Linked DNA regions of Mus musculus: regions 2, 3, 4, 5 and 6 are each linked to region 1. A link is a contact called in public HiChIP or PLAC-seq, capture Hi-C and promoter capture Hi-C data. All regions are on one chromosome and are shown on one strand. The core of a region is the stretch at or near the end of the contact, and the rest is flanking DNA. Distances in the headings are between cores, read along the strand shown. Region 1 holds the start of 1700016J18Rik (a long non-coding RNA gene). Region 2 holds the start of Sec63 (SEC63-like (S. cerevisiae)). Region 3 holds the start of Ostm1 (osteopetrosis associated transmembrane protein 1). Region 4 has its middle 31 kb from the start of Gm38491. Region 5 holds the start of Nr2e1 (nuclear receptor subfamily 2, group E, member 1). Region 6 holds the start of Mical1 (microtubule associated monooxygenase, calponin and LIM domain containing 1).

Region 1 (4,909 bases), core at 741-3,240:
TCTTCAAGTAATTATTTCCTATAACTCTGTCTCTGTCATTCTTTTCGGTTCTTCTAGCCTGCTTGGCTGACATCTGGCCTGCTGGGTTGACTGGCTTCATATTTCAATGGTTTGCTTACAAGGTCTAGTTTAGATGAACATTTTAGACACAAGACCATAGATAACAATTGTTGGTAAAAAAACAAACAAACAAACAGATTTGGTTTTGATGTCTTGTTTTGTCTTCTGAGACAGGGTCTCACTGTGCAGCTCAGGCTAGTTTGGAACTTAAGGTAATCCTCCTGTCTAAGTTTCTCACATGCTGGGATTATAGGTCCAAGCCATGTCTGTTTTACAGGTTTGTAAGCTCATGTTTCAGTGGAGATGAGACTTTTAGACTTAGAAGCCAGCTACTGCAACGTTTGGGAAGGCTCACTGTGGACCGCAAATCTGGGGTGAGAAGAAGATGTAAAGCTGAATTTCTATTGGCTATCGATATACTCATTTTTCACCCACCATCATTCAGAAAGATGTTGAGGTTGAGTTAATATCAGATTACCAGTCATTTAATAACAAAACATTTGGAGAAGTCTGACTCTCCATGAAGGGTCAGATAGACACCTGTATTTATAAACAGCCACCAAGAGACCCAAATGGACTTGTATTTTATCATATCTCACAAACTATGAGATCAAAATGCTAGTTATGCTTTCTATACAACAGGCAATGTCCTTTTGCACAGTTGAGTCTGGTGACACACAAATGGGACTTCATAGGATAGATCCTGTTCCCAGTGAAAAATAATATTTAGTTTGGGATCCTAAACTTCATCAATGATTGAGTTTTCTTTGTCTGTGATGTGGGAAATCTTGTTAAGCACTTGGAAAACCTTTACTCAGTGTTCCAGGTGTCATTTCTCATCAAAGGTATTAACTGTGCAAAATAGATACAATTTAGTTATTCTTTACAAGACCCTTGGCACCATGGAATACGGCATTTTCCCAGTGTTGACAACACTTGCTGATAATCCCTATGTTTATATACCGTAGTGTAAATTTAGAGCTTATGCCTCGCTTGTATTTCACAAGTGTTACCCAATGATCCAGTGTAGACGCAAACAGAGTTTGAATTAGAAACATATACACAGGACTCTTTTTTTTTTCTTCCCCTGTTGGGTTGTAGTGATTCAGTAAGAACACACAGCGACTAGCCATAGCAACCCAAGACTTAAATCGCTCCTTCCTGATCTCACCTTGGGTCCCTAGTTGCTCTGTTGTGAGCTCGCTCTACAAACGGTTGAGTGCTGCCCAAATGCAAGGAGTTAATGATATCCAACAGGTTAACATTCACTGCTACATTCACAGCTCTTCACATTTATTTTGCTACGGCCCACGATTCAGCTATTCACACACAGGGATAGCACTCTCTGCCTGAAGCATAAGAGATGAGATGCTAAGGAACCGTTCCAGGTGGACGTTGACGTCTATAATCAATAACCGACTCTTTCCCAAAACACTACATTGTTCCTCTGCCAGTTGTTTAACAGTCTTGGAGATCCTACGGGGAGAAACAAACATGGTTGAACATATTGCTAATGTAAAAGAAGACTCCCCTCCACCCATTCTTGCCTTTCCCCTGTGGGTATGCTCCTGCCCGCGCTCCCGCACGGGCCCTCGCCACGCCTCGACGCTGCTACGCGTGCGTGGCTAGAGGGATTGGCGCAGGCTCAGTGGCGGAGAGTGGAGCAGGGCCGCCCCGCCCCGCCCCGCCCCGCCCCGCCCCTCCTCCTGGTCCCTGCTGCCCTGCGAGAGCGGGAAGGCCGTCACACTCCGCCGGGGTCTAAGTGTCTAGCGCTTGTCACAGGTGTTTTGAGTCGAGCCCGGATTCCCCAACCAGCACCTACTCCAGCGCATCCCGCTTCGCTCTGCGGCGTCCTGGATCTGTAGGCTGACCGCTCGGCCTGCAGCGAAAGGTGGTTTGTGTACGGTTACCATGGAGATGCTAGCCAGCAGGGCAAAGGCGGTGCGCGGGAGGGCGGGAGGGCGAGGTGAGGATGCTGAGGCGCTCGGCCCTAACCTGGACCGGTGAAGGAGCGGGCTTTTCCGGGAGTGGGAGAGCAGCTGTGCGTGCGGGAGGTGAGGAGTCCCCTGCAGGTTCACCAGGGACCCCTCCTGCAGTCTCTCTTCTGTTCCCAGATAGGGTCGAGGGGTGCTGCTGCATACTCTCGGGGTCTGCACAGGAGTCAGCTTCTGTAACTGTGAGCATTTAGTCAGTTGCCTGGTATTTAACAGGAGTAACCAGTAACACTGGTTGAATGAGAGAGTGATAGACTAAGGGACTCTGTGGAGGCAGGCCACAAGAACAAACTAGGATTTTCCTAGGTAACAAATGACTCCTCAATAAAGTGTATGTGGAACAATATTAATTACACCGTATGTATACAGAATGCCCCTTACAACCCATGCCACAAGTATTACCGCAGGTTCTTCCATCCCGACATCATATTCTTTTCGTTTGGTAGAAAATAAGTCACACTATATGTATCCCATTTTTGTAAATCCCTAAGGTTTTGACTAGCAGTTTGCATAGATTTGGGATAACTGACATTCAGATAAAAACGCTGGGTTTTTTTGTTTGTTTGTTTTTATTTTGTTTTTAAATCAAGGATGGTATTCTCTAGTTGAAAATTTAAATTTATGATATGCATGAAAACATTGGACAGATAGTCTCTTTTGTGACTTCTCTTGTTGGTGAGTATTTTCATTCTAGGAAGATCTTTCTTGACCAGCCAGCACTTGGACAGTACTTCTTAGTATTGTAAGAGCTAGCTAGCATCGTGCTAAAGCATTTGGACATTTCATGCAATGCTGAAAGCTGCCCTGAGAGTTGGTCATTATCCATGCTTTTTTAACAGAAGAGAACTCGGGTATAGAGATGTCTAATGCCCTTCAAGGTCACAGAGCTGCAGATCCTCGGGGGACTTAACACTTGCTCTGACATCTAAGCACTTTTCTTGCACCTGTTTGGATGCTCATTTAATGCCAAAGTAATTCAGTCATGGAAAGAGCCCTGAGTGTTTGATTTGCTGGGGAAAGAGGGTGCACCAGCAAACCCTATGTCGGCAATGTTGATGGGCAATGTTGTCTTTAACATGAAGGAGGTGGCTCTGGTGGCTGTTGGTAGCAAACAGTAGAGATAGGGGTTTTTAAAGATATATTTATTCTTGTTTTATGTGTATGAATGTTTGCCTGTGTGTATGTGTGTGTACAGTGTGCCTGTAATGCCCTCTGAGGCCAGAAGAAGAAAGTAACACATGCAAATAACACGTGGGTCTGGAGAGATGACTCAGTGGTTAGGACCACTGGCTGCTCTTCTAGAGGACCAGGGTTTGATTCCCAGAACCTACACAGTGGCTCACAAGTCCAGTCCCAGCGAATGCAGTATTGTCTTCTGGCCTTGGCAGGCACTGCATGCTTGTGGTGCATTGACATATCCACAGGCAAAACACCCATACACATTAAAACAGCAACAACAAACCCGTTTGGGTGTTCCCCATCGTCCTGCAGATGATGTTCATCCTGTAGTGGTCGCATCTGATACCACAGACCAAACAGTGAGATGCAAGCGACAACTTAGCCTCCCTCTTCTTTCCAGAGTTCACAACTCTTCTGGTTTCTTCTGAAAGGGCTCCTGGCCTCCCTCTGACCCCTGTGGATCTGTCCATTCTGTGTTGTCTCTGACTGTCCCCTCTGTTCTTGGTGCCCGTCACCCTTGATGTCACTGTCTCTCCGGAGTCATTTGTCCAGTCCCACACGTTTGAGCAACAGGGAAGGGAGAGGCGGCTATATTTGAATTCCTGTTGCCACAGGGCTTCACAGATCAGATGCTGTCAGAAATAAACTGCAATGTACCTTTATAATCGACTACAGCACATATCTCCAATTAAAGACACCACATAGCCTTCATCCGGGAATTTCTCAGCTCAGGTGTATTTAGCCTTCGGTTGTGCCCCTATGGAGGGCTGGGATTCAGAGTCCGAGGGTAGGAAATAGCACTGGCAGTGTGAGCAGTTAGTTCTAACACTGTGGACAGAGTTAAGACAGAGGCCAGTTAGGGACCTCACAGCAGCTGTACAAAGGCCATTAAACCTGGGAAGGTTCCTGGAGAAGTGACTCCCGGGTAGATGGAGAGGAGCAGTTATATATAAACTTACCAGTTCTGTCCTTTTCCTCCCTCTCTTTTCTCCTTCCAGCCCACGCTTGCCAAATCCCATCAACCAAATCAAGTTCTTCGATCTGCGCATCAGCTTGTGTTTTGTGTCTTACCGCCATGTCGCCCTCCCTCTGGTCCCCACATGACTTTATGCTTGGAGTGTGCTGCGCCATGCATACCCACTGTGCTCATGATTCTTTTTCTTGGCTCACCCACTTTTTTTCCTCCCCCCGGGGACACTGTCACATCCTCAAAGTTAGCCCATTTTTCTGAACCTAGCTCAAGTGCTGTTACCTCCACAAGCCTGCCAAGGTCTCTCTCCCAGTTTGAAATCATTTCTAGTTGCAACCCACAGCCTCCAAACATGGCCGCCCATTGTCTAAGTCTATGATAACTTGACCATCTGTCCTGGGCGTATCGTAGCCTTCCCTTCACTAATGCTATGAGTCTACCTACCTCATAGAATTGTCACAAGCTTTGTTGAAATGATGAACTCAAGAGATGTCAGCAGACTGTTTGGTATTGAAGTCAGTGCTTCACTGACATTAGCAATCAGCTTGCTCAGAGCAAAGATGGAGTTTATTAGTCTCTGTGTTTCCAGAGACCCAGATTTGGGGGGGGGGAGCTCTGCCTGTAGGAAACATCATTGCTATATCAGTTGATCACCTCTAGTAGAGTGAGCTTGCTCCCGTTGGCAGGAAGGCTTTTATAAAATTAA
Region 2 (4,909 bases), core at 1,355-3,854, 740 kb before region 1:
CCTGAGTTCCTGAGTTCCTTTACCGTGTAGCCTCTCCTGAGAATCACTCTTATAAGGAAATCTATACCCTTCATGTCATTCTATAGATCCAGTTTATCAGCCAATATGCAAAGAGCCCAGAGGACCTTTTGCTATTAAAAGGAGTATGAATTAAGTATACTTAGCCCCACTCAAAACATTAAAACCAAGACAAAAAGATTCCACTAATAATGTTCACAAAATAAGTTCAGTTGCCATATCAAATATGGCAAAGACTCTAAACTCAGTTTTGCCTGCCTGTGTCTCCCAAGTACTGAGATTAAAGAAATGTGCCGTCCCATACCAAGTTCCTCACCACCTTTTAAAGAAGACCTTATATTCAACCCACCATCCCAACACCCCTTTATCTTCTAAAAGCAGTGAACAAATGACTACTGAAAAGTGGGCCCTCCCTCCTTGTTGCTTTTGTTTCTTTTTTTCTTTTTATTTAATCACTAAGTATGGGAGTGGATGTAGTCCTCTGAGGTCGTCAGAGGACTACTTAAGAGTCAGTTTTTCCTTTCAACCTGTAGTTCCAAGGAGCTGAATCAAGTTGCCAGGTAAGCGCCAGGGCCCTTTACCTGCTGGGCCATCTTGCCGGCCTATTTCTGAGAGGACATCTCTCAGGTTGCCAGACTGACTTTGAACTCACTATGCAGCCTATGTCAGTGGCCTTGAACTCTTATTAATCATCCTGCCTCCACCTCTCAAAGGCCTGGAATAATATTTGTGAGCCATCACACTGGGCATTTAACTTAAAATACTGAAAAAATTGGCTTAAGTGGGCGAGCAGTCAAGGAAAAAAAAAAAACATTTTCTGTATTATGACACCAAAAGTACATACAGCCACTGATTTAAAAATATATATATATATATCTAAACAAACTTGGAAACACAGAACTCAAGAGTCCGAAGTGAAAATTTCATAAAGCAACCCAGAATGAGAAACGACGGAGGCTAGTAACTTTGGGTAAATTGTTGCTACTCCGCTTATTGTGAAATGTACAAAAGAGATGCAAGTGTTGCTTGCTCTTTATCTTAAATTTACTTGAGTTCTATTATGAAACTAGATAATTTTATAGGACATTGAACTCTCTCTTCAAAGTGTAACAAGTCCTGAGCTTCACTGCTAACAATTCTTCCCAAGCTGCAGTGCACAACCTAGACAACTTAGATCATCACCACACCCAACCTAAAAGCAACTTAGCAGACACAGAACGCTCTCCCCCAGAGCCGCTGTTATACTCGAAACCTACTAATTATGGTTACCACCACCAGAAATAACCCATTAGGCGCTTGCTGTAAGTGCCATCAGCTTTAAGAATAACCGGTGCCATATGTCTTAGTAAAGTGCAACACAGAATCCAACATTACAATCTTAAACCTAACATCCCCGGAAACTGCACTGGGTTGCGTTCTGACGCGACCTTTAATGTGGAAAGACTCGAGAACTAAAAGCAAAGGAGCTTGCGACCCCACCAACTACCTCCTTCCATCAACGAATCCCGCTTAATCCTTCATGCCTGCACTTTTCCGTTGTAAACAGGAAACTCCAGAGGAAAGGAAACGGAGAAAATCCTATTTGTGCTTTTATAAAAGGAATAACGGCAGCGCTCTCCAACCCCCACGATGTGATTGAACAAATGAAAAAAGCAACCGGAGGAAGTGACGGGGTGGGCTGCTGGTGAGCTCACTTGGAAGTCCCAAACATGACACCCAGCTTAGGGGTGCCCCCAAACATCTGTACCAACAGCTGCAGCGGGGACACCGGGACAAGAGGGAGAAAGGGTGACGGGAGCGAAGGATGCGGAGTTGTGCCCACACGCTCTTATTCCCCCTCGGCCAACTCTTCTCTCGCCCCCCGTCCCAGCCCAGCCCGCTCCCTCCAGAAAGAACACCCAACAAAGCCGAGGCTGGGGAGACAAAGAGGCGGCAGGCGAGGGGCGTCCAGAACAATGCGGATCGGATCCCCGCCAAACTCCCGCGGACCACGCAGGCGGGCGGACAGCCCCGGAAATCGCCGCCGAGCTCCGGCCCCGTGGACAGCGGCCCTCAGGCCCCGCCGCCCAGGCGGCGTCCCTGGGACGCGGAGCAGCACCGGCGGGCAGGACGGCGCGGCCCGGAGCGGAGCGGAGAAGAGCGGAGCGGAGCGTCCGCCCGAGCGCGCCAGAGCGGGCCGCCGACGGGACTCACCCGCGTTCTGGTCTCGCGGCCAGAGGTAGTAGGTGGCGGGGATCACGATGAGCCCCACGAAGGAGGTGAGGAAGTAGAAGAAGGTGTTCCCGCTGTCATCGTACTGGAACTGCTGGCCCGCCATGGCTCCGCCTCCTCCGCCGCGCTCCCCTCACCGCCGTCGCCACGACCCCGCGCTGCGCTCCGGCTCCCGGCTCCCAGCGCCCCGGCCCCGTGTGGCGTAGCTCGGACGCCGCTACCGCCGCCGCCGCCGCCGCCGCCGCCGCTCTCCTCCCCGCCCCCACGCCGCTCTCACGGACACGCCGCCGCCGCCGCCGCGGCCGTCGCCAACTCTCGCGAGAGGAGCTAGTTCCCGCCCCACGCGGCTGTTCCCTCCCCGGCCGTCTCCTCCACACGCTCACTGAGGGAGACGTGGCGCGCGCAGCAAAGAAACTCTGTTGGACCCCGCCCGCGGCCCCGCCCCTGAGCCACGGACCACGCCCTCTGTTTTCCATAAGCCCGCCCCCGGGTCCCGCCCCCTGCTTACCAGGCTTTCCTTCCCAGCACCCTTCCCGGATTCCAGGAGCTTTCTTGCCAGGGTCCCCCAAGCAGTGAGCAGAGGCGAGCGTCCTAGGTGCGATTGGGACCTGAGCTTTTGCAACCTAAGCGAGGTTGCCAAACCTCTCCACTCTCTCCTATCCCTCTCACTTTTCCTCCACGTGAACCTCATGGAAACAAGTGCCATTAAAATAGGGAGCAAGGAAAAATAAATAAATGAAAAGAATAGGGAGCAAGGAACTCCTCAGAGTTCCAAAGCCTTGGTATTTGGAGCTGCCAGTTCACTAATGCTTTCTGTGACCCAAGCGATCATGTCTTCAATTTGTCAGTAAAACATGAAATAAAGCAAAATATAGATCGGTGGCTCTCAACCTTCCTAATGCTGCCACACTTTAATACAGTCCCTCATGTTGTCGTGACCCCGAACCGTAAAATTATTTTCATTTCTAGTTCATAACTGTAATTTTACTACTGTTACGAATTGTAATGTAAATATATGATGTGCATGATATATATACTCCCTCTAAAACGGTCTTTTGATAACTCCCCCTTAACAGGGTCAGGACCCACATATTGAGAACCAATGTCATATATGCTCTATTGATGAGAAAATTCAGACTCAAAACATTTTCCAGAGGTAACGCTCAATGGTTTGGGTTTGCTCAGGGCTTGAGGATCCAAACCCAGATCGCTCTGACGCCCCAAAGAGCCGCTGGCACTCCCCTGCAACCTGTGGGCAATCTGAAGAGGCAGTCACTCTCTGCTCCTGGCCACCGAATCTCAAGCTGGAGTCAGCTGAACTGCAGGATAGTCCTCTAACCTTGCAAAGATCCCACCAGAGTCCAGTGGTGGCCTTAGCAGGGTGGGTCCCAGTGTCTGCACTGCCCTCTGTGGATCAAGAGGACACAGGGCACTTTACACAGGACCGCTGTGAATAGTAAAGGAAACTGTGCAATATCTTTAAAAAGAGAAGCTACCGCGCAAGTACAAACATTCTGCTGTATTTTTTTTTAAGATTCATTTTTTATTTTTATGTATATGAGTACACTGTAGCCATCATGTGGTTGCTGGGATTTGAACTCAGGACCTTCAGAAGAGCATTCAGTGCTCTTAACTGCCCGTTTTGTTGTTGTTTTGTTTACTTTGCTTTTTGTTGGGGGGGGTGTTTTTTTTTTTTTCTTTTTGAGCCAGGGTTTCTTTGTGTAGCCCTGGCTGTCCCGGAACTCACTCTTTAGCCAGGGTTGGCCTCGAACTCACAGAGATCAGCCTGCCTCTACCTCCTGAGTGCTGGGAATAAAGCTGTACACCAGCACCAGCGTTTAAGGATTGTTTCAAGACTAGTCAGTTAACTACATGGCTTTTCAATATGCCTTCCATTGTCTGAGAGGAAATCTGGTTACACAAGCTCTTTCATTGAATGTCTCAAAACCAGTATTTATCATAATGAGTCATGCTTCCCCTTATACTAGATTATGTTCACAAGTATTCTGTCTCCCCTTTCAAATTCCAATTTAACAGCACATTTCTGAAAGCCACTTTTGCTACATTTTTCTGCCTTGTTCCCCCCCCCCCACTCCCCCGTAAAGTTTCCAAGGACTTTATTGTAAGAGGGAAACTTAGAAGTGGAAAAGAAACTTGGACTATGAAATCAGAACAGAACTAGGGCCATCCTGAGGCAGGATAGACAGGGAATTTGGGAGATTGAAGACAGAAAAGGGGACCTCATCCCAGAGTACTTAATGCCAGCACTCAGGTAGCAGAGGCAGGCAGATCTCTGTGCATTTGAGGCCAGCCAGGGCTATACAATGAAACTATCAAAAAAAAAAAAAAAAAAAAAAAAAGCCTGTCAGCAGGTGAGAATCAAGAACTCAACATTTTTGTCTAGGATGCTGACCTAGAGTTGACATTCATTTCAGACATAGATATTTCATGTTAAAGTAGCAACAACCCAAACTTACGGCCTGAACATATATGACCCAGGCAGGCTCTCATTCCTTTGCCCAGACATTGCCAGAAAAATCACAAACAATACTATTTACAGTAAATCTATCCAACATCTCTGGGGACCAGACTTTTCCTACTGACTGTAATGCCACAAAATGTGCCCAGGAACCATCCTGTGGAAACATAGTAACTTCAAACTCCATCAAAATCTCGTATG
Region 3 (4,909 bases), core at 1,287-3,786, 660 kb before region 1:
TGCTCTTAACCCCTGAACCATCACTCTAGCCCACTGGGATCATGTTTTTTAAAGCCTCATAATTCCACAGCATCTACATACACAAGGAAAACATCTATAGCCTCAAAGACCCAAGGTTAACATCATCATTCATGGGCATTGTGCCCACAAGAGGCCTTGTTACTTAAGTTTTTTTCTTTTTTTTTAAAGAAAAGGCAGCTGGAAATTATAAAATTTGCAGGAAAATTGATGAAACTGAAAAAATCAGGTATTAAGTGAAATGATCTAGGCACAGGAAGACAAATGCTACATGTTCTATCCTATGCATATCCTAGCCTTTCATGCTTATATATGTGTATTAACATGGAGTGAGTGTTGAGTAGAGGCCAGGAAATCAGGAAGGAGACCATAAGACAGGGAACAAAAAGAAGCTGAAGGGAGGGGGGAGGGTAACAGACCACATGAGATATGAAAGTGGAAGGGTCACACTGAAAAGGAGGGCTTACAAATGGTGGGAGGGCACAACGGAGAGGGAGGGGGATGGGTTATAGATGGTGGGAGGATACAAGGGAGGGGGAAGGGTTACAGATAGTACAAGGGAAAGGGAGGAGCTACAGATGGTGGGAGGGTAAAACGGAGAGGGGGGTCATAGTGCGGAAGGTACAACGGAGAGGGAGGAGTTATGGATAGTTGGGGGTACAACGGAGAGGGAGGGGAAGGGGAGGTTACAGAGGTGGGAGGGTACAAGGAAGGGGGAGGAGTTACAGAAGGTGGGAGGGTACAACGGAGATGTGAAGCAGGAACTTGGAGAAAAGGAGATGTAGAGTGGACAAACTGTTACTGTGAGGAGATGCCAGCCTGTTACTTGGTAGACTACTTTAAAGACAGGGTTGGGGCTCTGTTAGTACACAGCTTGTCTAGCGTGGACAAGTCATGGGTTCTATTCACAGCTGCATAAAACCAGACCATAGTGACACGTCCGTAATCTAGGCACCTGGGAGGGGAAAGCAGGAGGGGTCAAGTGATCCTCTGCTACTCGGTGAGTTCAAGGCCAGTCAGGGCGACAAGAAACTTCATCACAAATAAATACATTAATTAAATTAAAATAGAATGAAAAGACTCCCTAAAAACAGCTTATTTAATGTAACTGCTCAAAATCAAATACAACGCTGCATATTAAAGTCATAGAGAAAGGAGCGAATCTGAAAAATACTGCATGCACTCCTATTTAAACTGCCTTGAAAGCCAAATCTTTCCACAAAGAGTGACTCTGGACTTTACTTAATGCAAATGAATGTCCCCATTTACAAAAAAAAAAAAAATCTGCTTAGTAACATTAGGCTAGATTAAAAACAAGATACACCTATTGACATTTCTATTTAGTTTAGTCAATTACGACCTCTAAAGCAACTGAAGCCACATTTTTCATGAGACTACTTGGCCCCTCAGGACGCAAGAACCATTTCCACCCCCAATCCCTGTGTCCTCCTTATTTTTCCTTTACCAGGCAACCCTGTGACTCTCACGGTGGCCGACACCGTAATCCTTTCCTAATTTATACAGTTCTTAGAGGCAAAGACTGTGTCTTCCTCTTTTGGTTTGCCTTCATTAAGTCCTTCACATTACCTTCCAAGTGACCAGGAAAGCTCTCGAGTTACAGAGAAGGCAGACTATCCTAAAATGGCAACTCACCGACCACGAACTATTACTGTATGTCGCTTTGTGTGGCCTCTCTTTGTCCCCACTTTCCGGATGAGAAAACAAGCAGAGAATGTCACTAACTTGCCAGAGAACAAGCTGATAAACAGGATGGAACCGAACTCAATACTTTGAAAAATAATAAAGGTCACACTGATAGAAACTGGTGGCTCTGGGTATGTTCGCTGCAATGTTCCAGCAAACCTGTCCCAAGAAGATGCCGGCTTACAGCATCCAGGGGGACAGCATTCCAAGCCATAAGCCCCTAAAGTCACCCGCTTGTTTCTGATACCCTAACTCCACAGACCGTCCAATGCCGTTTCCTTACTTTCCCAACCCCCCCCCCCCCCAGGTGCCGAGGCTGCTCCTCTACCCACCCCGATGTTTCGGCTGATGTTGTCCATCTTGATTGCGACCTGTTGGAAGAGCGGGTAGCAGGTCTGGCAGAGGCGCACGGGCCGAGCGCTGCGCACCATACAGGCGGTCAGCTCGGCGCTGCTATTGGCGAAGTCCATCAGCAGCTCCCGGCACTCAGGCTCCAGATCCGGCAGGTCCGGAGGTAGCAGTGACAGCGGCCCTAGACCTCCGCCCTGCAGCAAAGACAGGGTCAAGTCCTGCACCTCCAACAGCTGCTGCTCCGACAGCAGGTCCGCAAAGCCTGGGTGCCGACTGCTGGTGAAGGGGAGCGCGCACAGGGCGCACCTCCACCGCAGCAGCTGCAGCAGCAGCAGCGCCGGCAGCCACCGCCACGGCCACCCGCTACTGCGCGCCAGCTCCGCGTCCCGAGCCATCCCCGGGCCGGACTGTAACAGATAGCTCGCCCGGTGCTTCCGACAGCAGCCGCTTCCGGCTTCGGCCGGCGCAGGCCCTGAGTGGAGTCACGAGGTGAGTGCGTCACGGCCCCGCCCACCTGCCTCCGGAGGCGCGCGGGTGTGAGCGCGCCCCGCTTGGAGGTCTGTAGAGCTGCTGCAACCCCAGTGCATCCCAGGCCTCCGTCTTGCACGCTCTGCACCCTGCAGTTCCCCGCCTTCCATGAGCCTGTGGAGTTTGTTCTGGTTGCTGGAACTCCAGGGAGATGACTGCCGAGTGAGCTCCCAGAAAAACCCAGTAGACTGATGGTTTGGGCAGGTGTTCATTTTCATTGGCTCTGGATTAGTAAAATTTCTTCATCTCCTCTGGAGAGTGGATAACATCCGTTGGCAGTTCTGGTTTTGGAACTTGTGGCTTCAAAAGGCTTGATTGATTGATTTTAATTCTCAACTATCTACCCCGAACAGAACTTCCTGGGGTGATGAATATAGTCCACGTCTTAGTTAATAGGGAAGCCACTACCCACATGTAGCAGCTGAACCCTTGAATTGTAGCTACTACGATGATAGAACTAATTGTCCAATGTCACTTAATTTAAATATAACTATCTGACTAGTGACACCTGTGTACGGCTCGGATCTGGGTGTAGTGTTTTAGCGCAATAGAAATCCTACCTAATACATACACTTGAGCATACCCCACTATGTTATTATTATATATTCTATATTATACGATTATTATACCATATATTACATAACATATTGTAACATAATATGTAATATTAATATATAACATGTAATATGTGACACGTAGCATTTTATGATATGTTGTAATATGTTATATTGTATATTATGTAATGTATAATATATGTTATGATAATAAATATGTATACATTATATAATATTAATACATATAGGTATTTTTCTTCTTGGAGACAAGCCTCATGTAACTCAGGCTAGTTCTCTAACACACTAAGAAACATGTTTGCGCTATACCAGAGAATGGCCTTGAAATTCTGATCTTCCTGCCTCCCTGCTGAAAGTGCCACCATGTACCCCCATTGCCAGGTGTTTGTGGTGCTGGAGACCAAACCCAGGGCCTGGTGTGTGCTAAGCAAGCAAGCATTCTGTCAACCCAGAGACATGAGAGAGAGAGAGAGAGAGAGAGAGAGAGAGAGAGAACCATAATAACAAATCAAAAGAAAGCCTATTAATAAGTCATTGCAGTAGACACTGGAATAAAGCAAGAGGCCAGGATATAATGTGCTCAAGAGTAGGATGTGAGGGGTGGGGACATCCATGTAGAGACAGAGGTATGGGGAGGAGGTACGGGATGTGGATCAGTCGGAGAGTTGGGGGGGGTAATAAAATATGGAGTGTAAAATAATTAATTAATTAATTAAAAAGAGAAAGAAAGAAAAAAAAGAATAGGATAGGAAAAAAACCATTGTAGGGCCATCCAGCAAGATGGTTCAGCAGGTGTTGTGTTCATGGTTCCAGGGGGCTAGCATCCACAGCGGCAGGGGAGGCAGCAACAGGCTGGAGCAGGATACTGAGAACTCACATCTTAAACACTGAGCACAAGCTGAGAATGAATGGGAATTGTGGGAGTCTTTACATTCTCAGAGCCCACCTCCAGTGACACTGCATCAGGGCTGTACCTCCTAAACCTTGGCAAACAGTGCCCCAACGGGGGACCAAGTGTTCAAAGGTCTGAGACTCTGGAGTTATTATCATCATGTCCTGGTCTGAATGAGAATGCCACCATAGGCTCATATCTTTCTATGTCTACTCCCTAGTAACATACTGCTTACAGAAGATTTAGGAGGCATGGCCTTGTTGGAAGAGGTGTCATTGGGAGTCGGCTTTGAGGTTTTGAAAGCCCATGCCAGGCCCAGTGTCTTTGTCTGTGTGTGTGTGTGTGTATGTATGTATGTATGTATGTATGTATGTATGTATGTATGTATATATTTGTCTGATTGTCTATCACTCCCTCTCCGTCTCCCTGCCTATGGATCAGGCTGTAAAGCTCTCTGCTACTGTGTGCTTCCTGCCATGATGCAGTGGCCTAATTCTCTAAAACTGCAAACAAGCCCCCAGTCAAACGCTTTCTTCTATATGTTGCCTTGGTCGTGGTGTCTCCTCACAGCAATAGAACAGTGAGTAAGATACCCCTGAGTCGGGTAAAGATGCTTACTATCAACCCCAAGGACACAGTAGAAGAGACTTCCCAGGTTGTCCACTGACCTCCACAGGTATGCCTAGACACATACACAAAATTAAAGCAAATGGTTTGGAAAGAACAATAAATGTGTGTAGCAGGACTAAATCAAGCTTACAGGAGCCGCTGCAGTAGTATTTAGGGGGCATTATAAAGAAGCTGTCTGCTGGGCTTAGAGGTGAGTCAGAAACTTCTTCCAGGA
Region 4 (4,909 bases), core at 1,626-4,125, 600 kb before region 1:
TTATTTATTTTATATATGTGAGTACACTGTCACTGTTGCTGTCTTCAGATGCACCAGAAGTCATGAGATCCCATTACAGATGGCTGTGAGCCACCATGTGGTTGCTGGGATTTGAACTCAGGACCTCTGAAAGAGCAGTCAGTGATCCTAACCACTGAGTCATCTCTCCAGCCCATGCTTATCTATTTTTATGTGAAGAATTAAACCTAGGCCTGGGGAGCTATCTCCCCAGTTAAGTATGATTGCAGCTTTTCCAGAGGATAGTGTAGTTCCCAGCACCCCTGTTCTGTAACTGCACGTTGGGTGGGTGGTCTGGTACCCCTTTCCAGCCTCCATGAGCACCTGACCTCGTGGTATATACTCCCACAGACATACACACGTACACATAAATAAAGATTAAAAATTAAAAATAATAAAATCTTGCCAAATGTTTGATACTACAGAATGCAGAGCACCCTCGACCTTTTTTTTTTTTAATATAAAAGTTGACTGATGTTTCCATTTTATAGCCATCCATGCTCAGGCCACTGCTCACACGAGTTCGGAGCCATTTAACAATTTTTCTTTTAGAAATTCTGTCCTAATATCAAGTCAAATGTTCGTTAACAATTTGCATGTGTGTATGGGAGTCTGCAACTCAGATGGGAATTTTAAATAATCAAATAATCTAACAGAACAATGCTAAACTATATTAATCTGATACTTACATGCCAAGCAATACAGTTGAAAAATACTCAGTGCCTTTGTTTTCAGTAATTAAGCCATTATATCTCGACAGGAGTGGAAGGCTTTATATGCATACTAAAAACACTTCGACGCGTAGCACACGATCTGAGTGTTTGATGGGGTTCTTTGGCACTGCATGTCTGATAGCCCACAGAAGCATGCATTCAGAACCAAGCTTTGGGGGTCATGGGCTACAACACAGACAAGCTCTCCCAGAAGCACCCTGATTCATTATGCATTTGATTTTGAGTTAATTTCTGTAGCTACTTCTTCTGAAATCTTTTACTGTTGTCAAACTTGCCAAACTCATACAGTCAGTTGCACACTCCCATGTGGGGATCACAACCCACGGTTTCAGAAGCCATGATCTAGACACAGTTCAAAAGTCTTAGCTCAAGGGTCCAGTCCCAAAGATGCCTGCACAGGACAGGTAACTGTTACAATAACCCCTTACTGAGCACGGGCAAAGGTCTATAATTGTCAAGGAAGGCTCCAGAGAAAGACAAACGGAAAGGTGGGTGGATAGATGCATGAACAGAAGTGGGGTTGACAGGTAGCATTATTCAGGCGGACAAGTGTGGGTGCTGATGTAGAGACACAGGCACGGTTTTAGAGTTCAAGGTGGGGATGGGGAAGGAAACACCACTGTCCCATCTCAAAGGTGGTCAGCCATTCCTAGGAAGGTCCGCTGATCCTTCAACTGGCTGGGCGGCACCCACCTTCAGGAGGCTCAATCCACCCACGTAATCGTTGACCTCCTATGGTTAGGGCTCCTGTTGCTATGATAACTATCCTGACCTTGGGAAAGAAAGGGTTAGTTCACCTCCCAGGTTGTGGTCCATTACTGGGGGCAGAGACCACGGAGGAGCACTGCTCACCGACTTGCTCCTCCGTGGCTTGCTCATTCTTTATCAACCCAGGACTATCTGCTCACAGCGTCCTGGGACCTCCCACACCAATCACTAACCGAGAAAATGCCCTACAGACTTGCCGATTGGCCAGTCTGACAGAGGTGTTTTTCTGCGTGAAGGTTCCTCTTCCCATTTGACTCTAGCTTGTGTTGACAAATGGCCACCACTAACCAGACCCAGAGGCACGTCACAAGGTCACAAGCGCACACAGAATCCTGGACGATGCATAAAATTACCCTTCTCAGTTCCCGACCATGGCTTACTGTTACAAGTGTGAACTGGAATCCTCAGGGAGTTCGTTTAAAATGTATCTCACTCCAGTCCTACCCCACTCCCGTGTCTCACATTCTCCGTCTGAGACAAAGCTCTTCTCAGGAGGATTTCAGGATGGCCAAGCGGCCAGACCTCACAAGCAATATTGGGGCAGAGAAGCCACACAGGCACTGTGTGCGGCTCAACTCAGAGCTCGCACCAGCTACAAAGGTCTCCTATGGGGCTGAGGGTACATAGTTCAGTGAATATCGCTCAATCCCTGGAAGTAAAATAAGTAAATAGTCCGGCATGGTGTGTGCTGTAGTCGTCTCAGAACTTGGGAGGTGTACCACAAGTTCTAGATCAGCCTGGACCACATAGTGAGCTTGAAGCCTGGGCAACATGATTAAATTCTGTCTAAAAGAACTACGATGGGATGATGGTGGTGATGAAGGTGGTGTCGGTGGTGGTGATGATGATGATGATATCACATCAAACCAAACCCAAATTCTCCAGAAAGCACACAAGTTACTATTTGGGAATATAAATATGTTGACCCACAAATACAAATCAGCTTTTAAGTGGTTTAAAAGGTTTATTATTTTAAAAATCTACATTAAGAAAAAAAAAAAAAAGGTATGCTATGTCCCTACTACCCAAACTGAAACCGTGCAGGCTGGACTATCCAAATCAGAAACTCGAGATGAACGTGGTGAGAAAGGGGTGGAGAAAAAAACGGATGGAAGAGGGTCATGTCTGCTTGGGTTGTTCCTGCCTCGAGTGACCGACTGCTTCGAAGTCCTGGGTCCTAGGGGACGGGAGAGGAGTCCGGGAGGAGTGGCCCATGAGGATGCGAAGGCCGGGGCCCCCCACGGCGCCTCGGCCTCCCCCCCTCCCGCAGTCGCCCAGCTCCGGGGAGCAGGCTGCGGGCCCTGGCGGCCGCTGCGCCACCCTCCTCCCGCTCGCTCGCCCGGGTTCAATGAGGATTATTACATCATGCTGCAAGTATGCGGGGCAGCCTGAGAATCAAAGCGGGCGCTGGGCGGCTGGTTAACTGCCCCGCGCCTGAAACCCATCCTTCCCGCCCCCTCCCGCGCCCTCGCCCCACCCCGGCCCGCTGCTTTTCGTACCATTAAGGGTAGCATTCTGGGGGAGAGGAAAACCTGATCAAAACTGTGCGCCGCCACCGACAGATTTTCTATGGATTCTATAGAGGCCACCTGAATGATTTCCCTAATTAATGGATGACATCTTTGGCTGAAGGAGAGGCGATGGATTCGACTCTGTCTTCGTCTTTGTTAACCTTCTAATTAACTTTCGTAGGTCACCCAGGTCTCCCAAACCTAAAAACTGAAGAGGCCCATTGTGCCGGGAGCAGTAAACTTACTTTTGCTGGTGGGGTACTTAAAAGGGAGACCGATTATAGGCTGAGAAAAATAACTCCATTTAAAAGCTTTGTGGCTGCAGAGAATACATAGGCCCCTCCCTCAGAAAATAATTGAAACACCTTTTATACCAATATTTCTATGCATAATAAAAACAAATTAGCAAAAACGCATCTAAATTCAGCAGTACTTTCAAATTACCTTTTTTGGAATGTAAGCCTCTGCAAGCCAACAAAAGAGACTTGGGTTTAGAGAGAAAATTGCTACTGCAGCAGCTACCAGCCTTTATGTGGAGGGGCTGCAAGACGGACCAGGCAGGGGCTTGGGTACCTCCGAGTCACCTCCCTAGGAAATGCTCCAAGCATACCACCCTTGCTGAGGCTTCTTCTGACTCGCCTGGGGGGCACAAAAACTGAGCAGGACAGTCGGGCTTTTTCTGATCTTCAGGGGTTGAGCTTGGAAGGGTTTTTGGTTTTGTTCTTTTTGAGGTGAGGTCTGAGTCCGTAGGCTGAACTGGAAAGCCTGGCTTCCAGGCATTCTCTCCGGAGCTGGGCGATGTGCACAGCCAATTCTGTACTCAAGACAAGCACGCTACCACTGAGCCACGCTCTCCTCTGCCCCAAATATTTTTAATCGTGTGAATGGAGGGCAAACCATATCGCAGAGTCAGAGGAGAAGACTGCTCTGTCAAAATCGGTAACCAGAGCAGTGGGGTGCGAAAGTGGGGTTACAGCTCAGTCATAGAGCGTCAGCAGCACACGTGCAAGAGCCCCCCGATTTGATCTCCATAGAGACTGAGAGACAGAGAAAGGTAAGAATCATTTTTACTGCACATGCCCCAAAGTTTCTGTCAAAAACAAAAACCACAGAAAAACCTCAATACCACATCATGACCATTTTTTTGTGTGTTATAAAAATGGGAAGAGAGGGATTAGAGAGATGTCTCATTACTGAGAACCCTTGGCCTTCTTGTTTGGAGGACCTAGGTTTGGTTCCCAGCACCCACCAGATAGCTCATAACCATTCATTACTCCAGTTCCAAGGGATCTGACACTCTAAGAGAGGGAGGGAGGGAGGGAGGGAGGGAGGGAGGGAGGGAGGGAGGGAGGGAGAGAGGAGGGAGGAAGGAAGGGAGAGAGGGAGGGAGGGAAGGAGGGAGGGAGGGAGGGAGAGAGGGAGGGAAGGAGGGAGAGAGGGAGGGAGGGAAGAAAGGAGGGAGGGAGGGAAAGAGGAGGGAGGGAGGGAAAGAGGAGGGGGAGAGGGAGGGAGAGAGGAGGGAGGAAGGGAGAGAGGGAGGGAAGGAGGGAGGGAGGGAGGAAAGGAGGGAGGGAGGGAGGGAGGGAGGGAGGGAGGGAGGGAGGAAAGGAGGGAGGGAGGGAGGGAGGGAGGGAGGGAGGGAGGGAGGGAGGGAACGGACATAGCATAGACTGGTGAGACTAACCAGTGAAGGCAGCAAACCTGACAACCTGAATTTGGTCTTTGGAAGCTCCATGGTGGGAGGAGAGAACCCTGAGCGAGCCCTGAGCACCTTCATCTGACCACAGCACACGGTGCAATATGTGCACAAACAATTAAGAAGTAAAGGGAAACTGGGCGGGGATGAACACCTTTAATCCCAGCATTCAGGAGGAAGAG
Region 5 (4,909 bases), core at 1,032-3,531, 570 kb before region 1:
AGTTGCTGCCTTTACCACCGAACCAATCATGCCAGAAAGTCATCACGATGATTTCAGAACTGTATTGTGAATTATGCAAAACGCGCGGATAATTACAGTCGGGCGCCCAGAATACAGAACGCATATGCTGCGGGGTGGGTAGCCCCTTGTGGCTTTTGCCAGAATTGGATCGTTCTCTCGGTGTGGAGTGGGGGTGGGGTGTGTGCACCCGTGTCTGTTTAGTGGGCTTCTTGGCACCTAGTTCGATTAAGAGTTAGTTAGTGGCTGGAGAAAGAACATTCCAATTTTGTTTGGGGGACAACTGTGTGAGTTTGGGAGTATTTTTCACAAGTTTTGGTGTCTGTAAATGAGTCAGCAGGCACTGCAGGAGGAGTCGAGAGTTGTTTGGAATCCAGAGCAGCCAAGTCCTTCTACCTTCCAGACTGGGCACCTGAAACATCCCTAGTTCTCTTCCTGTCCACAAATCCTTAAACTTCTCCCTGAAGACAAGTCCGTGTTTAGTTCCCACCACCACTTGCCCACATCTTTGCCCACGGCAAATTAGTTCCACTTGAAGTCCTTTGTCCTTGACCAAGCACCCCCCTTCTGCCTCCACATCGCGATGGTGGTGTCTGCCACAGCAGCATCAATTGGATCTCTGGCAAGAGTTAGACCCGAGGACCAAAAGCCGAGCCTGGCACCCTGTCTCTAAAACCCTAGCCGGAAATGCCTCTCCTCTCTTTGCACTGAGTTCGAGTTTGAGCTGTGCCGCGAGCAGGGCTCGCTGGCAGCCCAAGTTGACTGTCAAAAAAAAAATGTTAATTTTCCCTCCTTGTCATCTAAAAATCCCCAGCTTACCCTATACTCGCCCTTGTTTGAAAGACCATAAAGGAGAGGTGGTATGGGACACGATCACCCGCCTCTCGGTTGTTCCAAGTGGCCTGGCCCTAAGCCTGGTAGTTGCTGTGTGTGCTGCTCTTGGTTCCTTGCCTCCCAGGCTCGGGCAATCCGGGAAAAGTTGCTTTCACGTGCTGAGGCCTGAGACAGGAGCATACAGCCCTTTCGAGTTGGGACCCGGTCCTTGGATCTGCAGGGCCAGGCAGTCACACGGGAGACTCCAACAGGCACTGCGGCCAGGTGAGGAGGGAGCTGCGGGAAGGGTGGGCTAGCGACCAGGAGGAGCGCTGTCCACAGCTCGCCAGCCCCCAGCCTCCAATTCGGTCTGGAGAGCTGGAGGCGCGACCTCTGACCCCCGGCCGGGCCCACGCCCCGAGGAGAGGCTGGCAAGCTCTTGTTCGACAAGTTCAAGCGGCGGAGGGAGCTTAAATAGAATTAATCTCTTAGAGATCGGAGATCAAGGCTCCCTCGGCGCGCGCTGTCCCCGCGCCGCGCCACGACCAAGATGCCAGAGAGCTCTAGGATTTCGGGTAGGCGACCCGGCTGGGGAGGAAGGTGGCGGAGCTCTCCAGAGTCCCCAGGCCTGCAGGGGTAAGCCAGCGACGCCCGCTGGGGACCAACCGCAGGAGGGAAGGCTTTGAGGCTTTGCCTCTCAGCTGCTCAGTACACGCAATGGAGGCGAGAGGGACGCCGCCAGCTCCGGGTTGGCCGGTTTTGTTTGCAAGAAGCTGGCGAAGCCCTCCCCGCGGCGGTGCCCAAAGCCGTCACGCCGAGGCCGAGGGACCGCAAGATCCCAGCCCAGTCCCCAAGACCGCGCACCGCGACCTCAGCTCTGGCTTTCCATAGATAGTTGCAAAATGAATAAATTACTCACCTCGGGCCAGATCCAAGTTTTACCCAACAGAAGGGGCGCGAGACCAACAATGAACCAACTCACATGGCCATGTCCGGGCGCACACAATCATACACAGACACAGCTACCCAATATCTTCCACGAATCTATCTGTCTGGCATTCTGGAGAGAGGGGAAAAGCGTTTTGAGAGAGCCCCACCACCCCTCCCCTCCTCCCTTCCCGTGAAATATAAAAATTCATATTTTTTTTATTACAAGAGCGGCTCCGTCCTCACCATCACGCACGCACGGAGCCGCTTGCCCGTATTCACTCTCAACTCGTCAGCTCCGAGAGCGCTTGCATTTTCTTTGGAAGCCGCTTGGAGGTTCATTAATATCATTAGCATTTAACCCCCTCCCTCTTCCCATCTCCTCCCCGCACATGGCTGACGTCAGACCCCGCCAGGAGTTGGGGGAAAAGCTAAGTGGGCCAGGGACGCCCTATTCCCCTCCCCGCGGCTGCCTGTCAGAGCGCTACTGGAGATATTACCAGAGACCCGGCCCGCAGCGACAGGCACAAAGTCACAGGGTAATGAACTTCGGGGACCCTTCGCCGCTGCGTGCGCGGCTGTCCCCGGAAACTCGGATCTGGCCACCTCTCCCCTTGGAAGATCTCCCAGCAATCTAGTTTCCCCTCTCGGCGCCGGGGCTCCGGCAGCGAGGAGCTTAATCTGCCTCTGAGACTGCGGCTGTGATTTTCGCCTTTCCACAGAAGATCTGCAGTCTGCAGAGAGCTGCCCACTCTGCACGCCTGTGTGGAGGGAGAGATTGGAAGCAGTACCAAGCATGGGGAACGAGGGGAAGTTCGCCTTCGTTGCTCCGTAGGAAGACCATTTCCGTGTCTCCATCTCTGTCCTTCCATATTCCCCTCGCGCTGTCCTCCCTCTTCAGCCTGCCTGTCCATCTCTCCATCTGTCTGTTCAAGACTGTGTCCACATCAAGCCGCATCCCCAGCAGCTGCAGTTTTGCTAGAGCCGGGAAAGAAACTTAAGGATGCTTACATTTCCACTGTGGAACGAATTCTGAGCGCCGGGGAGAGCAGGGCAGCGCACAACCAATAGCCACCTGTCTGTCCCGCCCGGGAGCCTCGCAGGCTGGAGGGCGGCTGGAGAGCGGCGGCGGCCGGCGGCGACGTGGGCGCCGTGGGTCGGGAATCCGGCAGTGCCCACCAACCGCTGCGCCCCGGGACCGCCAGCATGAGCAAGCCCGCCGGATCAACAAGTGGGTACCGCTCGGGCAGCCGCGGGGTCCTGGCGCGTGGCCTGGGGAGGGCAGGCTGGGAGGCCGGGATGGTCCTTCTGAGAGCTCTGAATTTGAGCCCCAGAGTAATACTCTCTCGGGCTTGTATGTCCGTTGGCCTAGCTCTCTTAGACTGTTGCGTTGGAGCGTTTCGTGCAACTGGGAGAGCAATTTCGTTGCTTCTGGATGCTAGCTCTTCCGGGTCTCCCCGGTGTATCAGGAAGGTTGCGACCCGTGGCAGCCCACCGGTCCAGCCTGCTGTTTCTATTTAGCTGCAGGTGCCGAAGGTGGGAGGGGTGAGCCAGGGGCGGGAACTGGGCCGCAGCTCCAGGCGGCCGCACAATAACGCAGCCGCTCAAAAACTCAGAGCTTGCAGCGCGCAAAAGCAACTCTGCAAAAAGCGGATTTCGAATGGAATGCTTTGCACTCCGTTTCCAGCTATTTCAAATAATCCTGCAAAACCGGGAAGCAGAAACCATTTAAAAGTCACATTTTCCTTAATCCTAAATCCGCGTAGGTCATAACTGGGGAATGTAAAGTATGGCGAGCCAGTCTAGCAAAGAGAGGACCAAATCCCTAATCCCAAGGACTTTCGGAGCGGGAGCCCAGCACCGACAGGAGTCTGCGGCCTGCTCACTCCGGACGCTTCTTCTTCCAGCTTCCTCTCCCATAGACCGCACTGCTGCAACTGATCTCTGTTGACCTCCAAAGACAGGCAGAAGTGCAGGGCAGCTGGGCGTGTGCGAGCACAGAATCTGCAGACCCTCGGAGTGCGTAGGCCTGAGCCGGCGTGGTGGGCGCCTACGCGGTACAACGGTCTCCCCGGGGCTTTCCAGTTCCCGCCTTCCACAGGCCGGAGGCTGGGAGTTCTAGGGTCTGTGTATAGTGCGCACACCCTGAAACTCGCTAGCCACCGGTGTAGTCCCCCCCCCCCCCCATAACATTTTTGGCGCTCTCTGTGAGTTCCTTCCCGCCCCCTCCCCCTTCACTCGCCCTCATTGTCCAGGGTCTTTGAAAGTTGGAAGAGTCTTGGTTACTTCTGGGGACTGATAATGAAGTCTCACTTAGGATGGATGCAGTTCCCGCCTCCACCTCTCGCCCCCGTAAGAAGTGGCTTGTGTTTTCATTTTGTGCGCTTGTTTTGATTTGGGTGCTGAGTTTAAAAACTAGAGTAAAGTGAACGTCAAAAAAAAAAAAACGAAGGAAGGAAGGAAGGAAGGAAGGAAGGAAGAAAGAAAGAAAGAAAGAAAGAAAGAAAGAAAGAAAGAAAGAAAGAAAGAAAGAAAGAAAGAAAGAAAGAAAGGGAAAACGGTCAGAGATAGGGCCCAGGGAAGGAAACTTCACCACAGCTTCAGTGCACAACTGACACTTGGGCAGGACCACGGCTTCCATTAGCCTTGGCCTATCCTTGCCCTGGCTGTTCTGAGCTCTGGAAAGTAGTGCAGGCTCAGAAATAATAATAATAATAATAATAATAATAATAATAATAATAATAATAATAATAATTCTGGGTGAGTATCTTTCCCAAGAGAAACAGGAGACCCTTCCTGCTGCATTACAAACCTGCATGCCAGGCAACACCGAGGTTGAAGGGCCTGGGAGGCCTCCCTGGCACGTTCACCCTGGAACAGCCAAACCTGTCTCTTGAGATTTGAAGCTCGAAGCTTCCATGGAACTTGAAAAGTGGGTCCTCGGAGAAGAGGGAAGGGGTGGGTGCGAAGCTAGGCGTTCAGCTCAGCACCCCAGCCCTGTGAACAAGACAGATGCTGGCTGGCAGACTCTGGACTTGGGAGTCAGGGTGGGCACATGACGTGAGAAGGCAATTTCTGGGGAAAGTTGAGTTTTCTAGCTTATCAAGCCTTGGAGATTGCCCTTGAAGGCCTGGAGACTCCAGTCAGTGCC
Region 6 (4,909 bases), core at 793-3,292, 540 kb after region 1:
TCCCCTGATGCTCACACCACTCCCAGACTCTACATATCTACCTTGGTGTTGGTACAGGCCTGGCCTTGCTGGTACACAGGCTGGCTCGCTCTCTTGTCCAACTTGGCCCACAGTGACTTGGCACTCCAGTAGTTGAGCTGGGCCTTGATCTTGTGGTACTGGGACAATCCCCCACCAGACTCCACTCCCAGGGCTCTACAGAGCCCCTGAAAGCTACTCAGTACATCCTGGCACAGCTGTGCCTGCACAAAGGTCTCAAAGTGGTCATGTGCTGGGTTGGTGGAGGCGGGTGATGCCATGTAGGGCCCCTGTTGACAGCAGGAGCAGCTGGGAGAAAACCCAGTGTCTGTGGGAAAAAAAAGAGAAGGCAAGATTGGAGGGAGGGAAAAGAAAGGGGGAGGAGCCAGCAGCGCAGGCCGTTGTCACAAGGGAGCTCAGGGTCCACCTCTGATTGGTTCTGCTTCCAGTCCACTCCCAGGCCATGATCCACACCCCCGACCCCTTCTGAGACAGCAGCTATCTCTTATAAAGTGAAATTCGCCAAATTTAGAAATGAAAACACAGTAGTCCTGGGCACAAGGATGCTAAGGGAGCCTCCTGTCGACCAGTGTCATGGCAGCTTTCATATGCGATCTCCGAGGCCCAGGGGACAAGAAATTGTAGTGGGCGTTCCCTAGGACCTGTAAGTAGGACACGGGGGAGTTTCTCAGCGGGCTGCCAGGGGTGGGGTGGGGGCGGAGGTTTCCCTTCTTGTAGACAGCAGGAACTAACACCCCAGTTCAACTGCGGCTGCCTCACAGACACACACCCATTTCTTCCTAAGTCTCTGTTCGCCAGCGCCCTTTGGCGAACTTAGTGCCACGCTGGTTGTAGGATGTGCCTCTCCCCAAAGGCAAAGTTCTTTTCCACGTGCTTGCCTCCTGACAAGGGGCAACACTGCCTGTGTAGATTCCACTTCTCAGCCACCCAAACTACCCTCACAAATAGCCTGAGAATGTTGTGACTGTTGTCTGCATGACAGACCTTCTGACTCACTGTGGTCAAAACACTTCCCCTGAGAAGAGATTGCGTCGCTGCTCCAACGGGCTGTGGGAAGGAGTGGGGTTAGCAACCCCTTCCGCAGACCCTCACATCTAATCGACCCCTAGCCTCACTCCCACGGCGTTCCTCTGTGCTCTCCCAGGAATCTCTGGAGACAAGGCCTCTCTTTGTACCCCTTTCCTTCCCTCCAGCCCACACGCAGCTTAAGGGCTCTTGGAGGGCTTTCTCACGCTGCCACCGGAAGAGATGAAGAGTATGGGGGGATGGGTTGCTCTCGGTGGGAGAGGCAACTAGGTGGTGGGGTGGGGGGGTTGTGGGCCGATCTATCATCCCCCAGCAGCCCCTTCATTGCCCGCGTAGTAGGAGGAGGCAAAGGTTGCCCTAGGGGGTCACTAGGACAAGAGTGGATAGATCTTCAGAAAGGACAGGAGTCCCTCTTGGAAGTGGGAGACTGGGGGTTGGAGCGACCTCTGCTAAAGGAAATAAAAGAGGTACCCAGACTGGAAACAAGCACAAAGGATGTGCCATTGGTGGAGCGTCTAAAGGGATGGAGAGCTGGACCTTGAGCAGCGGGGGTGAGAGCTCCCAATACTCTAGACAGCAAAATCTGCACAAAGGCGCTCATCTGGGTAGGGCCGGCAAGAGGACCCGCCAAACCAGCCAGGCGTGGCTCCCTACCCCATTTCCCCGGAAGCGCTCCCCACCCCCTTCCTTATCCTCACCCCCAGCCCAGCGAGCAGGAGGACGCACAGCAGGCATCGCTGGATTACTTACCAGCGTTTCTGGGGCTGGAAGAGCCGCTTCCTGTCGGAAGGGTGTCCCAGGCCTAGGGGCAGAGGAAGGGGTGGCGCAGGGAAAGCAAGAGATGCCTGGTGGCAGAAACCGGGGAGTTCCAAAGAGTTTGGACCGCAGCGCCAGCGCAGAGCACAGAGGAAGACTTACTCCGAACCTCCGTACTCCGCAGTCCTCCTCTGGGGACAGCCTGGGTCCCGCCCACGCCTGCCGGGTGGTGCTGTAGGGCGTGGTTCTGCCTACACCAGGGGCTGCTGGGGGCCTCCAAACGGTCTGGCCAGGCAGGGACAGGGAGAGCAGAGACTTGAGTGACCGTGCCTGAGTCCGCCCCGGTGGTACCCACGCTGTAGGCCACTTCCAAGAGCTGGCCGAGCGGGCGCAGGCCTCCGGCAAGAAGTTTATTGAAGCTGCAAGAACCGAGAGTGGCGCCAGATGTCTGAGCTCTCTTCACCTCTCCCACCGATAAATTCACACCCCTGGCGCCACAGGCGATCCAGTTGCGGGGGTCCATCTCTCCTGGGACAGGTCGGCTGGCTCCCAGGCTCAGGCTAAAGACAAAGCTTAAAGTCCTGGTCCACATCTTTCAACCAGGTACACACACAACCAGGTGTGTGTGTGTGTGTGTGTTTTCAACTAAGAAAAACAGGATGGTAAGGGTATGTGGGAGAGGATAAAACTTCAATGTGCAGAACTAAAGTCAAGACTCAGACAATGCTAGGGAACTTTGGAATCAAATTCTTAGTATTTCCTGTTAAGAAATTGTAGCATGAAAGGAATTGTTCAAAATCAAGCAGCTTTAAAGTTAATAAAACAGCAGTTCTCATTTATTGCATGAGCATTAACAAAACCTATTTTACTGAAATGTCAATGAGGCTTCATGACTGCACATGTTCACCAGCCAGTGGCATGGATGCTATCAGCCCCAGGCCTTTCTGGATCCCAACCTACCACTGTTAAACCACGGGACTGAAATAAGGTTTGACATCATGAGGAAGTAAAATCGCTACCCCAGAAGTGCTTAACCTAGGAAAAAATGGCTACATCTCTCTTCTTGAGGTCCAGGGACCAACAAAAGCCAAGGTCCAGTGGCTATCTTTTTGGGTTTGTGTTTGAATAAATCATTTTGCATTTTGTCCAGATATACTGGGGTACCCAGTAAGTCCTGAGCTCTAAACACACACAGCTGCAGCTGATAAGAAGGCAGAGAGAGAAGCAAGAGGAAATGCCAGCCCTCTGCCAGGAGAGGCCAACAATCCAGCCAGGCCACACACTTTGGAAGCCAGGAAGCCTTTGAGCTGGGCCCACTTGTGTTCCTGAGAGTGACATCATTTTGCTTGGAACAAATTTGCAGAATGTCATACACACCCATACTTAAACACACAGTGTAAAAAATGTTCTAAAAAGCCCAGTAGAGATGGGCTTCCGGCTTTCAGGATCATGCCTCTCCCTTTTATTAGCAGATGGACTACAGCAACTTACTGTGTCTTGTTTACAAAGACCCAGGTTCCCCCAGAGACTTTCAGTTGTAGCCAAACAGGGTTGTGTGGCTCTATGAGCAACAAATTTAAAGGCTGTGAAGGCTGCCTTTTAAAAGGATCACAGAACGAGTTCCTCAGCTCTTAAAAACCTGCTGATTTCCAGCTTTCCTTGCTGCTAGTTAAAGACCCACCTTAGAGCCACAGAGCTTCAGGACTCCAGAAGGTCTGTCTGTCTGTCTGTCTGTCTCTCTGTCAGATTTCTGTACCAGGCCTACTGTGTCTCAAAGTCACCACCAGCACACACACCTCAGTCTCCTGGTCTCTAAATGGAAGCATTTTGAATGACCCAACTTCCTTAGCTAGTTTCAGGTCTGGGGCCTTTTTATTCCGTGTTGCCGATTCTCAGAAATGTACAGAGTAAAACAAGCATTTTTTCCCTTATTAGGATCTTGAGTTATGACCCGAAGTTGTGTATTTATGTGAGCTAAAAGTAGTTGGCCTAGTCATACTGACTATAGTTCATGTTGGATTAAATAAAATAAATGTCCCACACATGAAAATTCAATTTTCAAAGAGCCCCATTCTAATGGGTTTGGAAAACATTACACTAGCAGCCGCTTAGTTTAAAGTCTCGAGGCACTAAGGACAGGATCCTCTTTGTGTGTGTGTGTGTGTGTGTGTGTGTGTGTGTGTGTGTGTGTGTGTCTCAGACCAAGTTCTGTCTTTCTGCAAAGCTATTTTTATTTCCTTATCTTACCTCCTAACCTCTGATCTCCTGGGCGTAGGGCCAGAAAAGAAACTTTCTAATACCACAGAAGACATCTGTCTGTAAGTCAGTCTATGATATGGTCTTGAATCTGAAGCTCAGAACCTTCAGCTCTGATGGGCCTGGCCTAGAGTCAGTACAACCCAGAAAGCCACAGTTCCCAATGTAAAATAGACCCAGAACCAAAGGTGTCGCATGTCTCAGTTATGAGATGCTGACTGGTTAAGATTAGAGGGTCTGGAAGAGCTTCCCATAATTTTGACTTGAATGGTTTGAACAACTTTCCTGGCTGAGGAACCACCCGCCCCTGAGCTGCAGGCAGAATGAGTGGGGTGTGTATTGGCCAATAGAGAGGTAACCCAGTGTGGCCGGAAGTGAGAATGTAGAAGAAGGGCCCAAGAGGAAGCTGGGCTGGGGATTTTATTCTAGGTGCAGAGGGGAATTGCAGAAGAAGTTGAAGTCATAATTAAAATAATATAATCTATCCATTTAGCAAGGCATTCTGTATGTTGCTAAGGGGACAATGGTAAAAAATACAGCTTTCTATTAGAGAAAGGGGCCAGGCAAGGGAATTAGAAACCATGACTCAGAACCCATGGAAAAGACTAAGGAAGGACACAACACACAGTGAATATGGAGACAGGATAGACTCAAAAGATAGCCTGAGGTATGGTAGGTCTTGGTGATAGATCCCATGTGGGGCAGAGGGTATGCATGCACACATGGGTATGTGCATGCGTGCCTGCCTGCTTGCTTGCCTGTGTGCAAGCAAGAAATCACTCCTGGGCTGAGGATGTAGTTCAGTTGGTAGTCTTGCCTGGCATGCAAGAAG

Evidence for each region. HiChIP or PLAC-seq counts read pairs in DNA pulled down with a chosen protein or histone mark. Capture Hi-C pulls out chosen DNA fragments and counts their contacts.
Region 2: a contact with region 1 is called in an H3K4me3 HiChIP or PLAC-seq map of bone marrow-derived macrophages, with 5 times the contacts expected there. The contact joins the promoter of Sec63 here to the promoter of 1700016J18Rik in region 1. A contact is called at or near these places in 8 of 39 promoter capture datasets (the 3T3-L1 cell line, cranial neural crest, embryonic stem cells and 4 more) and 5 of 115 datasets of contacts at active chromatin or transcription factors (astrocytes, bone marrow-derived macrophages, extraembryonic endoderm stem cells and 2 more).
Region 3: a promoter capture Hi-C map of adipose tissue shows a contact between it and region 1, with 5 times the contacts expected there. The contact joins the promoter of Ostm1 here to the promoter of 1700016J18Rik in region 1. A contact is called at or near these places in 5 of 39 promoter capture datasets (embryonic stem cells, hippocampal neurons, liver and 1 more), 2 of 484 Hi-C or Micro-C datasets (embryonic stem cells and muscle stem cells), 2 of 115 datasets of contacts at active chromatin or transcription factors (bone marrow-derived macrophages and embryonic stem cells) and 1 of 9 other capture datasets (adipose tissue).
Region 4: an H3K4me3 HiChIP or PLAC-seq map of stem cell-derived neural progenitor cells shows a contact between it and region 1, with 13 read pairs. The contact joins the enhancer-like site here to the promoter of 1700016J18Rik in region 1. A contact is called at or near these places in 5 of 39 promoter capture datasets (hippocampal neurons, liver, pre-B cells and 1 more) and 4 of 115 datasets of contacts at active chromatin or transcription factors (bone marrow-derived macrophages, embryonic stem cells, neural tube and 1 more).
Region 5: a contact with region 1 is called in a capture Hi-C map of embryonic stem cells, with 4 times the contacts expected there. The contact joins the promoter of Nr2e1 here to the promoter of 1700016J18Rik in region 1. A contact is called at or near these places in 5 of 39 promoter capture datasets (cranial neural crest, hippocampal neurons, liver and 1 more), 1 of 115 datasets of contacts at active chromatin or transcription factors (bone marrow-derived macrophages) and 3 of 9 other capture datasets (adipose tissue, embryonic stem cells and macrophages).
Region 6: an H3K27ac HiChIP or PLAC-seq map of thymic regulatory T cells shows a contact between it and region 1, with 5 times the contacts expected there. The contact joins the promoter of Mical1 here to the promoter of 1700016J18Rik in region 1. A contact is called at or near these places in 1 of 39 promoter capture datasets (liver) and 1 of 115 datasets of contacts at active chromatin or transcription factors (thymic regulatory T cells).

Annotation. Positions count from the first base shown.
Region 1 is chr10:42,015,235-42,020,143 of GRCm38.p6, reverse strand. It overlaps 1700016J18Rik (a long non-coding RNA gene), which reads right to left and starts at 1,990. Exons shown (of 3, transcript XR_871596.3): 1 at 1,883-1,990; 2 at 1,232-1,536. Armc2 (armadillo repeat containing 2) reads left to right here and starts at 1,762. Exons shown (of 18, transcript NM_001034858.3): 1 at 1,762-1,951.
Region 2 is chr10:42,759,191-42,764,099 of GRCm38.p6, reverse strand. Sec63 (SEC63-like (S. cerevisiae)) reads right to left here and starts at 2,604. Exons shown (of 21, transcript NM_153055.3): 1 at 2,212-2,604. The coding sequence starts at 2,335.
Region 3 is chr10:42,676,543-42,681,451 of GRCm38.p6, reverse strand. It overlaps Ostm1 (osteopetrosis associated transmembrane protein 1), which reads right to left and starts at 2,536. Exons shown (of 6, transcript NM_172416.3): 1 at 2,055-2,536. The coding sequence starts at 2,468.
Region 4 is chr10:42,612,162-42,617,070 of GRCm38.p6, reverse strand. No RefSeq gene overlaps it. Among named protein-coding and RNA genes, the nearest start is that of Gm38491, 31 kb to the right of the region's middle. Within about 2 kb of position 2,875, at least 68 of the 459 cell types and tissues checked have an H3K27ac peak or open chromatin away from gene starts, as enhancers often do. A contact at or near this core is called in stem cell-derived neural progenitor cells, where this site is marked.
Region 5 is chr10:42,580,962-42,585,870 of GRCm38.p6, reverse strand. It overlaps Nr2e1 (nuclear receptor subfamily 2, group E, member 1), which reads left to right and starts at 2,281. Exons shown (of 9, transcript NM_152229.3): 1 at 2,281-2,989. The coding sequence starts at 2,965. Gm38491 (predicted gene, 38491) reads right to left here and starts at 2,079. Exons shown (of 2, transcript NR_169130.1): 1 at 2,005-2,079; 2 at 48-1,891.
Region 6 is chr10:41,473,447-41,478,355 of GRCm38.p6, reverse strand. Mical1 (microtubule associated monooxygenase, calponin and LIM domain containing 1) reads right to left here and starts at 2,042. Exons shown (of 24, transcript NM_138315.2): 1 at 1,816-2,042; 2 at 42-346. The coding sequence starts at 299. It overlaps Gm51797 (a long non-coding RNA gene), which reads left to right and starts at 316. Exons shown (of 2, transcript XR_003948996.1): 1 at 316-682.